Linked DNA regions of Rattus norvegicus: region 2 is linked to region 1. The links are chromatin contacts, called in public Hi-C maps. All regions are on one chromosome and are shown on one strand. Each heading gives the region's core, a stretch centred on a gene start, on an enhancer-like site or on the middle of the called end of the contact. The rest is flanking DNA. Distances are from core to core; before and after follow the strand shown. Region 1 holds the start of C19h16orf87 (similar to human chromosome 16 open reading frame 87). Region 2 holds the start of Orc6 (origin recognition complex, subunit 6).

Region 1 (5,520 bases), core at 2,298-4,797:
TTGCTGGGAATTGAACTCAGGACCTCTGGAAGTGCTTTTAACTGCTGAGCCATCTCTCCAGCCCCCTAGATATGGCTTTTTTGAAGCCCCAAGAAAAATGGTTCCTATTTTCTAATCCTATCTGCTAGTTTGCATCTTTTTCCTGGAGAAGTTGATACTATCAATATTGAGTTACAGTTGATCAAAGTGTATTAAGTCTTGATCCTTTTGTTGCCTTTGTAACAAATGCCTTTTGTAACATCAGCCTCTGTATGCTGTGAGTCCCTGGGAGCACTACCCTTGGCCAACTGAGCTAGTCCTACCTCCTCTATGTGTTGTGGTCTCTGTGGACCTGGGTTCCTTCCCTACTCTGGGGGTGCTCCTGCTTGCCTCCACTATCTTGGATGTGTTTTGTGGGTTCCCATGTGCTTTGGTCACCCTACTCTGGGTCAAGTGTGGCTTACTTCCTACTTGTGCTTCTCCATTGTATTTTGTGCTTCCCCTGCAACCTTGGGAGCCCTACACCGGTAACAATGGTCTTAATCCAAGCTTCTGAATTTTCCTCTCAGTTCTGTTGATCCCTGCGCATTTGAGCACACTACCCTCATCCAGTCCTACCCTTATCTTATTTATTTTCAGTTATCTTAATATTTTACTTCTCCCTCTACAACTTAAATGCCTCTCATTTCCTTTTCTTGCTTAATTTTTCTGCTTAGGACTTAGAGTATTAAGCTGGATATTATTGTCTTGTTCCTGAGCTTAAGGGAAATGACTTTTATGGCATTGAATGTGATATTATCTGTGAGGTTTTTATTTTTTTTTAAATTTTTAATATTTTTAATTTTTTTCTGTGGGTTTTTCATATATGGTCTTTATCACACTGAAGAATGTTCTATCCCTGGTTTATGTTCTCCTTTTTAACCTTGTAAAATATGTAGAAAATGGGGTTGGGGATTTAGCTCAGTGGTAGGGCGCTTGCCTAGGAAGCGCAAGGCCCTGGGTTGGGTCCCCAGCTCCGAAAAAAAGAAAAGAAAAAAAAATATGTAGAAAATAAAAACTTCCATTTAGCCATTTCATTTTTAAATATATGACCTAGTCCTTTAATTATATTATGTTGTATAGTCTTTACTGCTGTCTTTCTTTGTCATCGAAACTCCATATTTATTAAAAATATCTCTGCTCCCTATCTTTCCCTAGGTCAGTCTTTCTCAACCTGTGGATAGAGACCCCTTTGGGGGTCTCATGTCAGACATCCTCTATATCAGATATTAACCTTATGACTCATAACAGTAGCAAAAATTACAATTAGGAGTAGCAATAAAATAATGTTATGGTTGGAGGTAACCACCACTTGAGGAACTGTGTTAAAGGTTTGCAGCACGAGGAAGGTTGAGAAGCATTGCCGTACGGTCTGCTAACCATGCCTCTGCTTTCTATTTCCATCGAAAGAAAAAAAAAGTGTTTAGAGCTCAGACTGAAGTCATCTTGTATGTGCTAAGCAAGCAACAAGCCACTGGATACACTCCCAGGTTCCATTAATTTGGTTACATTTGGTACATTTTATAAATGAAATAATTCACTTAGGAAAATGTCTTTAAGATTCATACGCATTGTATCCTATGTTGTAATTTCCTTCTTTTTATGATTCTGATTTCATTGACCCTGTGGTTCCACCTGGGACCAAAGCCCACATTCATTAAATCTCGTGTTCATCTCATGACTTAAAGTATATTTAAGCTCTCTCTAAAAGTCATCAGAACCTTAACAGTCTCCAAAGTACAAGCCACGTACTCGGGAGGTAGAAGCAGGATGATCAGAGCCTCCTACTTCAGTTACACAGTGAGTTTGGCGCCCACCCAGGCTATGTAAGATCGTGTGTCTCAAGCAACAACCTGCCGGGACTCCAAATCCCTGCTAATCATTCAAGGCACACTCTTAAATGTGCGTCTCTGTAAAATAAAAAGTAACCGAAATAAGTTACAGAGTTCTAATACACAATGGTACAGAGTAAATATTCTCAGGAAGAATGACGCACAGCAAAGAAAAATCTGACGAAATCAAGACTAAAACCTTCAGATCAAACACCGTGCTCTGTAGTTCTTTGAGCAGCCTCTCCATTTTGTGATGGACTCACCTGAGATCCGTGGACAGACCCAGTCTTCCCGCTATCCCAACTACAGCACATAAAATGCTTTTTCTGGTCCAGTGCTTTTCCATGCCCAGAGCTTTTTTTCCCCCTTAGTTTTTATTTATTTTTATATGACTACATTGTTGCTGTCTTCTGACACACCAGAAGAGGGCATCGGATCCTATTACAGATGCTTGTGAGCCATGTGGTTGCTGGGAATTGAACTCAGGACCTCTGGAAGAGCAGTTAGTGCTCTTAACCACTGAGCCATCTCTCCAGCCCGCCCAGACCTTTTCTTCGTGGATGTATCATGGTTGTGGCATCTCTAATATCTTGGGGTCTCTGTAGAAACTAAGGGTTCGCCTTGCCAGCTTTTTAAATGGTGTTTTGTTGCCTCCTTGAAGGAAATCTGATCCTACCACTCATTGCCTGGTCTCTGAAGCCGTGTAGCACAAGGCTCCGTGGCCCTTCATACTTACCTCTCTTCCTTGCAAGGCCAGTATCACAAGATGATGATGTCCGCTCCAGTTGTCATCTGCCCCCTTTGATCCAAAGTAGCAGTAGTTTTGTGTCCCTTCAAGGCTGATCCTGGAGACTTCCTTAGGGGGCCATTTTGGATCGGGAACCTCTGTGTTAAGGATTATATTCACACACACACTTCTTTTAAATGACTTTACATTTTCACAAGTTTAGATTTCTTTTGACAGGTAGTGTCTTCCTCCTAAGGTACCTTTCCTATAGTACAGAGTATGAGGATTCTCTTTAACAATCGCGGGTGCTTTTTGAGCTACCCCTCCCTTTTCTGCAACTTTATACCCAGCTCACGCTCCTTTCTTCATCAAACTACACTTTAAAAATATCTTCTGCTCTCTCACTGTAGATCTGAACAAGAGCAGTAAAAGCTGGGACTGCAGGACTGCGCAGCATTTTGTTGCATTTTTTCAAATAATTGGCTTTTAATTTTAATCTACTCAGTACGAGTGATACATGAGATCAAACCAGGGCGACCTCTCAACCCCCTCAAAAAACAAAAGCATTGTGACTGTTCCTTGAAGGCAGATATTTCTAATTCGGTGTGCTTAATAGTGGATCGTAGGCAATTATTTATCGAATAATGAAGTTTGAATCTCTGACTCTGGAAGACTAGGGGTTTCATCGAACGTCTATTATAATTTCTCGCATTAGCATTGCTGACATTTGCAGAGGTATTCCGTGGACAGTATCCATTTTCAGGCTGTGGCTCTGGGGCCGATGAAGGGGCGTGCCCAGCACCACGGCTCGGCCCACCTGTGCGTTGGTTGGTGGAGTCTCGTTGGAGCCACGCCCCCGAGCGAGCGGTCCACCGCCTTGGAGGGCGTGGCGATGGGACTTCCCTGGAAGGGCCGCCGCCTCCTCCTCCAACCCGCACGCAGCCCCGCGCACGCGCACGCGCGCCTCCACGGCCGGGTCGCGGCTGGAGTGAGGACGCGCTGTGTGGAGCAGCGGAGCCAAGGCGCTGCTTCCACAGCTGCTCAGGAGGGGAGCATGTCTGCAACTCGAGCCAAGAAAGTGAAGATGGCCACCAAATCGTGCCCGGAGTGCGACCAACAGGTGGGCTGGGCCGGCGCGAGCGGGCGGGGCAGGCAGGGCGGGTGGCCGTTGCTCGGCGGCGGTTGGCGGTGCGTGGCGGCCCGCGGACAGCGGGGGGCCTGGGAGCGGGGACCCGGTGCTGCCCCTTGTAGTCCCGGGCTCGCCCGCGGACCCCTGCGGTCCCTGATGGCTTTGTTCGCGGTCGGGTAGAGTGCGGTGCTGCCTCTCAGCTGTCGCTCCCCGCCACCTGGGTGGCAGCATAAAGCAGACAAAAGGACAGTAATGGTGCTAACTTTTTTTTGCAAATTTGTGGACTTCCGGAACGCTGTAAAAAACCAACCAGTTTTGATGTGTGATTTCTAGTCCTTCCTTTGCGTTGTTAACGGAACACGGTTTGAATAAAGTCAGCGTTAAGGCTCTTCCTCTCTGCGTGTGCCCCGTCCCACTCGTACTATTAACTGTTGTAAATTTGACGTGTCTGCTTCAAGATTTTCTTTTAATATGCGGGTACGTGAATTTGAAATCATATTTAGATTGAGTTCATGGAGTAATAGTCGTAGTTTTTAAAAAATCATTTTTCTTTCCTACATTTAAGTACGCCTAATAACAGCGTGATAAACAAAAACTCGCTCAATTAAAACCATCCTTAGGCCCTTTATGCCGGCATGCAGAACTGGGTTTATACTGCTTTTTCCCGAATCTTCCCAAAATGACTACCTCTCTCTCTTCCCCTCCCCCTTCCTTCTCTCTGGAGTAATTTGAAATGGGTGGAGACTTAAAGTAATCCGATTTAAATATACTATTTAGGGCGTGTTCTTGTAGGTTTACTAAAATCTTAACAAAATTACATATTTTATTCAGTATGATTAATAGGCAGTGTTAAAAAATGCTGATCTTGGAAAGTTGGGCAAGTTTAGTCGATAGAGCGTACCAGCCTGCAATATAAAAACAGTCGTGTTTCCCAAAGTAGACTTACATTCATTCTTTCCGAAACCAAACTAAATTTTAGCAAACTTGGACTTTGTGATCTGTCTATTGGCAGATTACTTCAATGTTTAAATAATTTTCAGTTAAGGCTTATACAGTATGAATTATGCATTCTGTTTCTGTAGAGCACAAGCCCCTTGTATTACTTGGCATAAAATAACCCTTTGGGGAAAATAATCTGTTTTTAATATCCTGGTTTTTGGCCAGTGAGAAGGCTTTAGCTGGTAAAGGTGCTCAGGCCTGAGTCCAGAGCCGGTGTGAAGGTGGAAGGAGGGAACTGGCTGCACAAAGTTAACCTCTGACCTCCACATCTGTGCTGCTCAACACCTACACACTCATAAACACACTAATGACTGAAAAAACCCTGAGTAAAGGAAGAGCAGAAAACCTTAGCTTGTAGGAGTCCTTGAGACTGTTCAACAGATCGGGGTTTTATTTGGAAGACGACATTCACCTTGGTGTACAATATACGCATATTTCTTTTCCATTTTCTTTTTGTTAAGTATTTGTGTTGTCCCTGGGAGTCGGTGGACAGCCCGGGGCAGTCTGCTCTCTGCTTCCTCCAGCGAGGTTCGCAGGGCTGGAATTGAGACTTGTCGGCTCCACACGCTTTCCTTCCTATAAAATCAGCTCTGGCTTGGCTTGTTTCAGATGCAGTAATAAAATACCGCAGGCTGTGTTTGTCACAGTTCTGATGGAAGTTCAAGGCCAGGTTGTGTTCTAGTGAGAATTCTTCTGCCTTTTTGGAGTTCTCCTGTGGCAAAGAGTGTCTGCTCTAGGCCCCTTAAGGTCACTAATCCCATTAGGAGCATCCCACCCTCACTTAAACTCAATTATCTTTGGAAAAGCCTCACTTG
Region 2 (5,618 bases), core at 612-3,111, 140 kb after region 1:
TCAGAATAATAATCCAATAAAAGACATTCTTTATCCTTATTTGATGGATGAAGAAACTGGCAGCTCATGGATCTTGTAAATAATACTGATATTTGGTTTCAACATGTGACTCTTCCTGACTCTGTAATTATAAAACAAGAGGGATTTTGACAAGAACCTGGTCCAATGGTGAGAGTTAATCTCAACTGTCAACTTGATAAGACTTAGAATTACTTGGAAGGAGAGCCTCTGGGCATGCCAATGGGAGGTGGAAGACCTCTGAAGGTGGCATAATCTCCTTCAGTGGGATCCTGCATACACACACAAAAAAGGAGAACCTGGATTGGGTACAAAGACTCATCGATCTCTGCTTCCTGACTGTAGATGCCATGTAGATTCTTCAAGTTGCTTTGATCTCTGTGTCAGGATAAGATTGAACTTGATTAAAAAGCATCTCTGGTGAACTGTATTTACCAGGGCAATTTATCTGAGCGCCATGAAAGAAACAGAGCCACCACTAAAAAGATTAGAACGAAACAGAGAAGCTTCAGGGTCACATCAGATCAGTCAAGTGTCCTACGAAGCCAACTTACTCTATCCAAGGGGCACTTCCTACAGGACGCTGCAAGGTCCAGGCATATGACAGCATTGCTGGTTTCTGAGGTGTGTGCAGACAGACTGACACACTTCACTTTAGACAGCCGCAGGTACTCCTCTGCTTTCCTGGTTAGAAAGGCAGCATGGTCACTAAAACTGTTCCAGAACCTTGCCAGCACTCAGGCAAAGAACTGAATTCTGCATGGTGGACTTGTACTCCACCTCACTACTGTGCAAGTTCATTTGGGGGCTAGAATGCACATCCTTTGGAGAGGGGGAAGTTCTTTACCTAGAACCAAAATGACTCCAAGTTATTAGCTGTGTCCAAGTGCTTAAAAAAAAAATGCATTCAAGTCTCCCCATACAACCCCTTTCCTTCTAACATTACTTCAACAAGTATAGAGTTGGAGCAGGCAAATCAAATTCCCTTTCTCTTTCTTCATGACTGGTTGGCTCTCAGTTTTGGTGGCTTGTGAAAACAATTCTGGGTCCCATCCCGTTTCTGGTCAGTAGACCTGGGAATAGGCCTATAAACTTTTTACACACTTGCCTGCTGTAGCTTTACTTCCTAAGACAGATCCTACAACGATCTTCCCAATCTAAGGGCCTTGGAAAATTGAAGCTATTTGGGCCACTCTTGCCATATTTTCTAGTGCGTGGCACTATCTAATAAATCAGCTCCAAAGCCAATGGTTCCTTTCTTGAATTCTTATGCCCGGTTCATCACTCCAGCTCTTCACGCTGTACCATACTCTATCTTGCTTTTGCCATTTATAGTGATTTCCACAGAGCTAGAGGGCTCCAAGGACGATCACCTTCTACAAGCTAACCACCCAGACCAGTGTGCGGTCCTCCCTCATCGCCAGTGCTCTCCGGCGGTGCCTTTGGAGGACTCAGGGCCACAGTCAGGGCCGTTTCCCTACATGCACGGCCACACTCACCTCAGTACACTCGGCTCCCCGAGGCCGAGGCGCCGGGCGAGGTGCCTTACAAGATCCGACTCCATTGATGGACGAAATGCGCGCCGAAAGAAATGCGCGCGCAGACTGTCAGAGGGATAAGACCCACCCCCGGCGCGTCCAGATTGGTTGCGACAAGAAGTTGAGACCGTCCCACAAACCAATCCTGGTCTTTCTTCTACGCATGTGCACACGATGATGCGCTGGCCCAGACGTAGTGGACGGTCATAAGGTTCTATCGCTGCTCTTCCTCTGCTGCGGAACCCCTTAACTAGGGCTTCCCTTCCGGCTGTCCATAGCTCGCTGCTACGCTGTACTACCCTCGCCCCGCCCCGTCCACTACACACCGCCGTCTGCCCTTTCTCCCCAAACCACGCGAGACTTTATGTGGGCCAATCGAAACGCCTCTACCGGCCGGGGGCGGGGCTAGAGAGGGCGGGGCTCGGAAGGGCTCTGTCACCTGACGGCGGGCGGCTCCGGCGGAGTAGGCGCTGCTGCTTGTGGGTCCCCGGAGTCGCCATGGTGAGTGAGGGGAAGCGGTGGGCCTGGGTTGCCCAGGTCGCAGCCCACGCTTTCCTCCAGCGGACGGGAGCCTTGCGGGCAGAGTAGGAACCCTAGGTTTCGATCGAGACCCGTCTTGTCCGGGCTGGGCCTGCGGGATAGGGCACGGGCTGAGGAAGGCCGCGTTAGGCTGCGGTGGGTTGCGGTGGGCGGTGGCGCTGGATTCCGTCGTTGCCCCGACCCTAAGCAGCCTCCCTTAGGTGTGTCTGGGGCTGCAGGTTCTGGGTGTTGGTGGAGGCCTGCATCGTCCTCTTGTGTGGAAAGGCCATCTTCCTTCCCTCTTGAGAGTCAGAGTCCCCGGTCTGTGAGGAGTTGGGACAGTGAGGAGTGCCCGTGCTGTAGCTGAGTGAGGACTGGCGCTGTAGCTGGGTTGCGCCCAGATGGTGCATTTCCACCTTTGTGCTCGGCTGCACTCGGGGGTCCTACGCCTTTTCTCGGTTGGAAATATCTTTCAGTGGGGCCGCAGTGGTTCCCCGGCCTTCTGTGGTCTTGCAGCGTCTGTCAGCGAATTCTAGGGACCTGCTCACGTGAGTTTCCCGAAGGACTCATGCTTTCTTTCATGGAAGCCAACCATCAGATAGGAGACAGGTCTTCCTTTGGCATTCGTTCTCTGAGGATTTTAGCTCACTTGCTGGAAGCAGTCATTCAAAGGTTTCTCTGCGATGATAGCACGTTGCGGCGCTTTGTGGCACTAGCCTTATAAACCGGAACTTCCTCAAAATTCGAATCCTGTCTATTTTCCACAGGGCAAGTTGTCACTTGCATCATAGTAGCATTTGCTGTAATATGCATAGAACAGGTAGTGCTTTTGGATGTTGGTATGCTTATGTCCGTTTTCATGATTTCAGTATTCATTCTTTGTATTCATAATTCTCCGTGCTGTGTACATACTTCACTTTAAGTGTGTCAGTAGGAAAAACCAGCGTTAAATCTTTTTGCTACTGATTTTATTGGAGTGGAGGTTTGAGATGCTCTTGCTAGACTCTGATCAGCTGGTTATTTATGGTCATCTTTGGTTTGGTTCCAGCTTTCTGAGTTCTGAGCTTTTGTTCCCATAATTTGATAAATCTCTGATGTATACAACTTTAATATATATTTATTGCCTTGCAAGATGGTGTTTTTACCCCCTCAGAACTTTGTACAGTCGAGATTTGGCACATGACTGGTGTGAAGTTTAACTTGTTTTTCAACACTTACTGGTTGACATAGTGTTTTATAATACAAAGCATTTGAGGCTACACTATAAACTCCATTTATGTGCAGAGTGAACCAGATTGGAGCACAGTTTTCCCTGTAAATTTTATTGCAATATGGAACCTAAGGTATCGGTTCTGTCATAGGCAGTTTTTATGATTTGAGTAGGTATTCAGCCTTTAAGTCTCACTTTTACATCTGGAAGCAAGTGTTGATCTCATTGGTACTGTACTCCTAAAAATCCAGAGTCCAGTTCAACTAACCACACATCTGCTGTACTTTACATTTTATAGAATGTGGTAGACACTGGATAGAAATAAATGGCGGAGATGTGCTTTTGAAACATACAGTTCTTTGGGTTCATGGTGGGAAAGAGTTGTGTTAGGAGCTTAGAAAAGACTTTGGAGGTAATGCAAACAGATTCTCAGGAGAATGGGCAGAAATTCTCCACAAAGAGAAGAAAGAATTTTGCCATTTAATGTTCATGGTATACTCTATTATGGGATTTCTGGGGCATTGCTGAGTTAGTGTGTGCATGGGGTCCAAACTGTAGATAGAGTTCTTTGTTTACTTTTTCTTTTTGCAGTCCTGGGGATTGAACCCCTAGATACAAGCTCCCCAACCCAAATTATTTTAAAGTTTCTGTTCTTTTGTTATCCTCAGCTCTCCTTGAAGTATTAATTTGTGCTTCCAGGTTTAAATAACATTCATCAACATGATGATTCTGTAACTTTATTTTACAATTTATGTTATATTGTCATATCACATATGCAGCTTATAAGTGGGAAAATTAACCAACAAGCAGGTTCCTACAACTGGTAGAGGTAAATGCTCTCAAACTGGATATGGTAATAACTAACATTTATGGAGTGTTCATTACTAAGTGCTGTGCACATTCAGGACTTTGTGTGCTATTTTATTTTTCTAGTCTATACCAAAAATTTGTGACTGCCCATTTTATAGGTTATTTGCACACAGTAGCCAGAGCTGGAAACAATCCATAAGTTTATATTGAGTGAATCAATAAATGTATATACACACACACATATATATATGTATATATATGTGCATATACAAACACATATGCTGGAATATTACACAGTCTTTAAAGAAGAGAAATTCTGATAAACACTTTCATACAGATGAACCTTGGACATAACCCTAAATAAGCTGTGTAATTCTGTCTATATAAGATACTTACAGTAATAAAACTTACTATAAAATAAAGTAGAATTGCTTAGCCGACAGACATTGGGGGGGTGTATACTAATATTTCTGTATAAATTAACATTCCGTTAAAGATACTTGTTTTCTTTTAAGTTCAATTGTAATTAAAATAAGCATTTTAATTAAAAATTTTTAATTATATGTATGTGTTCATTTGTATGCACATGTGTATTGTTGCACATGTGAGTGCAGATGTCTGTGGAGGCCAGTGGCATTGGATTCCCTGTTGCTGAAGTTACAGTTGGCTTTGAGCCACCCAGGGAGTGGGTGCTAAGAATTGAACTCAGGTCTTCTGTAGGAGCTCTCTGAGCACTCGTAACCACTGTGCTATCCTTTCAGTCCTTTATGATTTTTGAAAAGAAATAGTTGTGGGAAAACTCATTCACTAGTTTATTACGAAAGAGCACAGGGAAGGCGTTGCTCATTACTCAGGTTTTTTTCTTTATCTAAAGTGAAGTCAAGGGAAAGCCTTTAATTTTTGTAAACCATCATTTTTCAGAAGTGGATTTTTCTTGCTGTTTAATTGGAATAAATATTTTAATTGTCTTAGATATGAAACATGAAATCTTTTTTCATGTTTATATGTAAATCCTTTTACTTTTTCTAACATTATGTAGAGAGGTACTTTTCCTCTAAGTAGTCTTAAAATTTTTTTATTGAAATTTATGTAAAATGACCAGGTGAGTGGGTTTTGAAAAATTACCTTTTGTTCGAAAATATTTCCATTACCTAAAAAGAAAATTTTGTAGTCATTCATCAGTGGCTTGCCTGCCATTTCTTCTAAATTAGTAAATCTGTGGATGATTTATCTATTTAAGATATTTCATATAAATGGAGTCTTCCAGCATGCGTTTTTGTCAGACTTCTTTCATTTTGTGTAATGTTTTCTAGGTTAATTTCTATAGTAGGAGTGTTTCAATATTAGAGACGTTTTTATGGCTTAACAATAGGCTGTTGTGTGTACATACTGCTTATCCACTAATTTGTTGATTAGTTTTCTTTTTTTTTTAATCAAACATATGATCTGAAGGGTCGGGAGTCAGCTTATCTGTGCAGTGAACATTTACGAAGCACACATTGTGTGTCCTGGATCTCAAACAC

The links. A called contact is a pair of places that touch in the nucleus more often than the background predicts.
Region 2: a contact with region 1 is called in a Hi-C map of Schwann cells, with 3 times the contacts expected there. The contact joins the promoter of Orc6 here to the promoter of C19h16orf87 in region 1. A contact is called at or near these places in 6 of 12 Hi-C or Micro-C datasets (Schwann cells, frontal cortex, kidney and 3 more) and 1 of 1 datasets of contacts at active chromatin or transcription factors (oligodendrocytes).

What each region holds. Positions count from the first base shown.
Region 1 is chr19:37,796,640-37,802,159 of GRCr8, forward strand. C19h16orf87 (similar to human chromosome 16 open reading frame 87) reads left to right here and starts at 3,548. Exons shown (of 4, transcript NM_001134421.1): 1 at 3,548-3,697. The coding sequence starts at 3,632.
Region 2 is chr19:37,936,995-37,942,612 of GRCr8, forward strand. It overlaps Orc6 (origin recognition complex, subunit 6), which reads right to left and starts at 1,862. Exons shown (of 7, transcript NM_001033690.1): 1 at 1,518-1,862; 2 at 573-702. The coding sequence starts at 1,582. It overlaps Vps35 (VPS35 retromer complex component), which reads left to right and starts at 1,995. Exons shown (of 17, transcript NM_001105718.2): 1 at 1,995-2,057. The coding sequence starts at 2,055.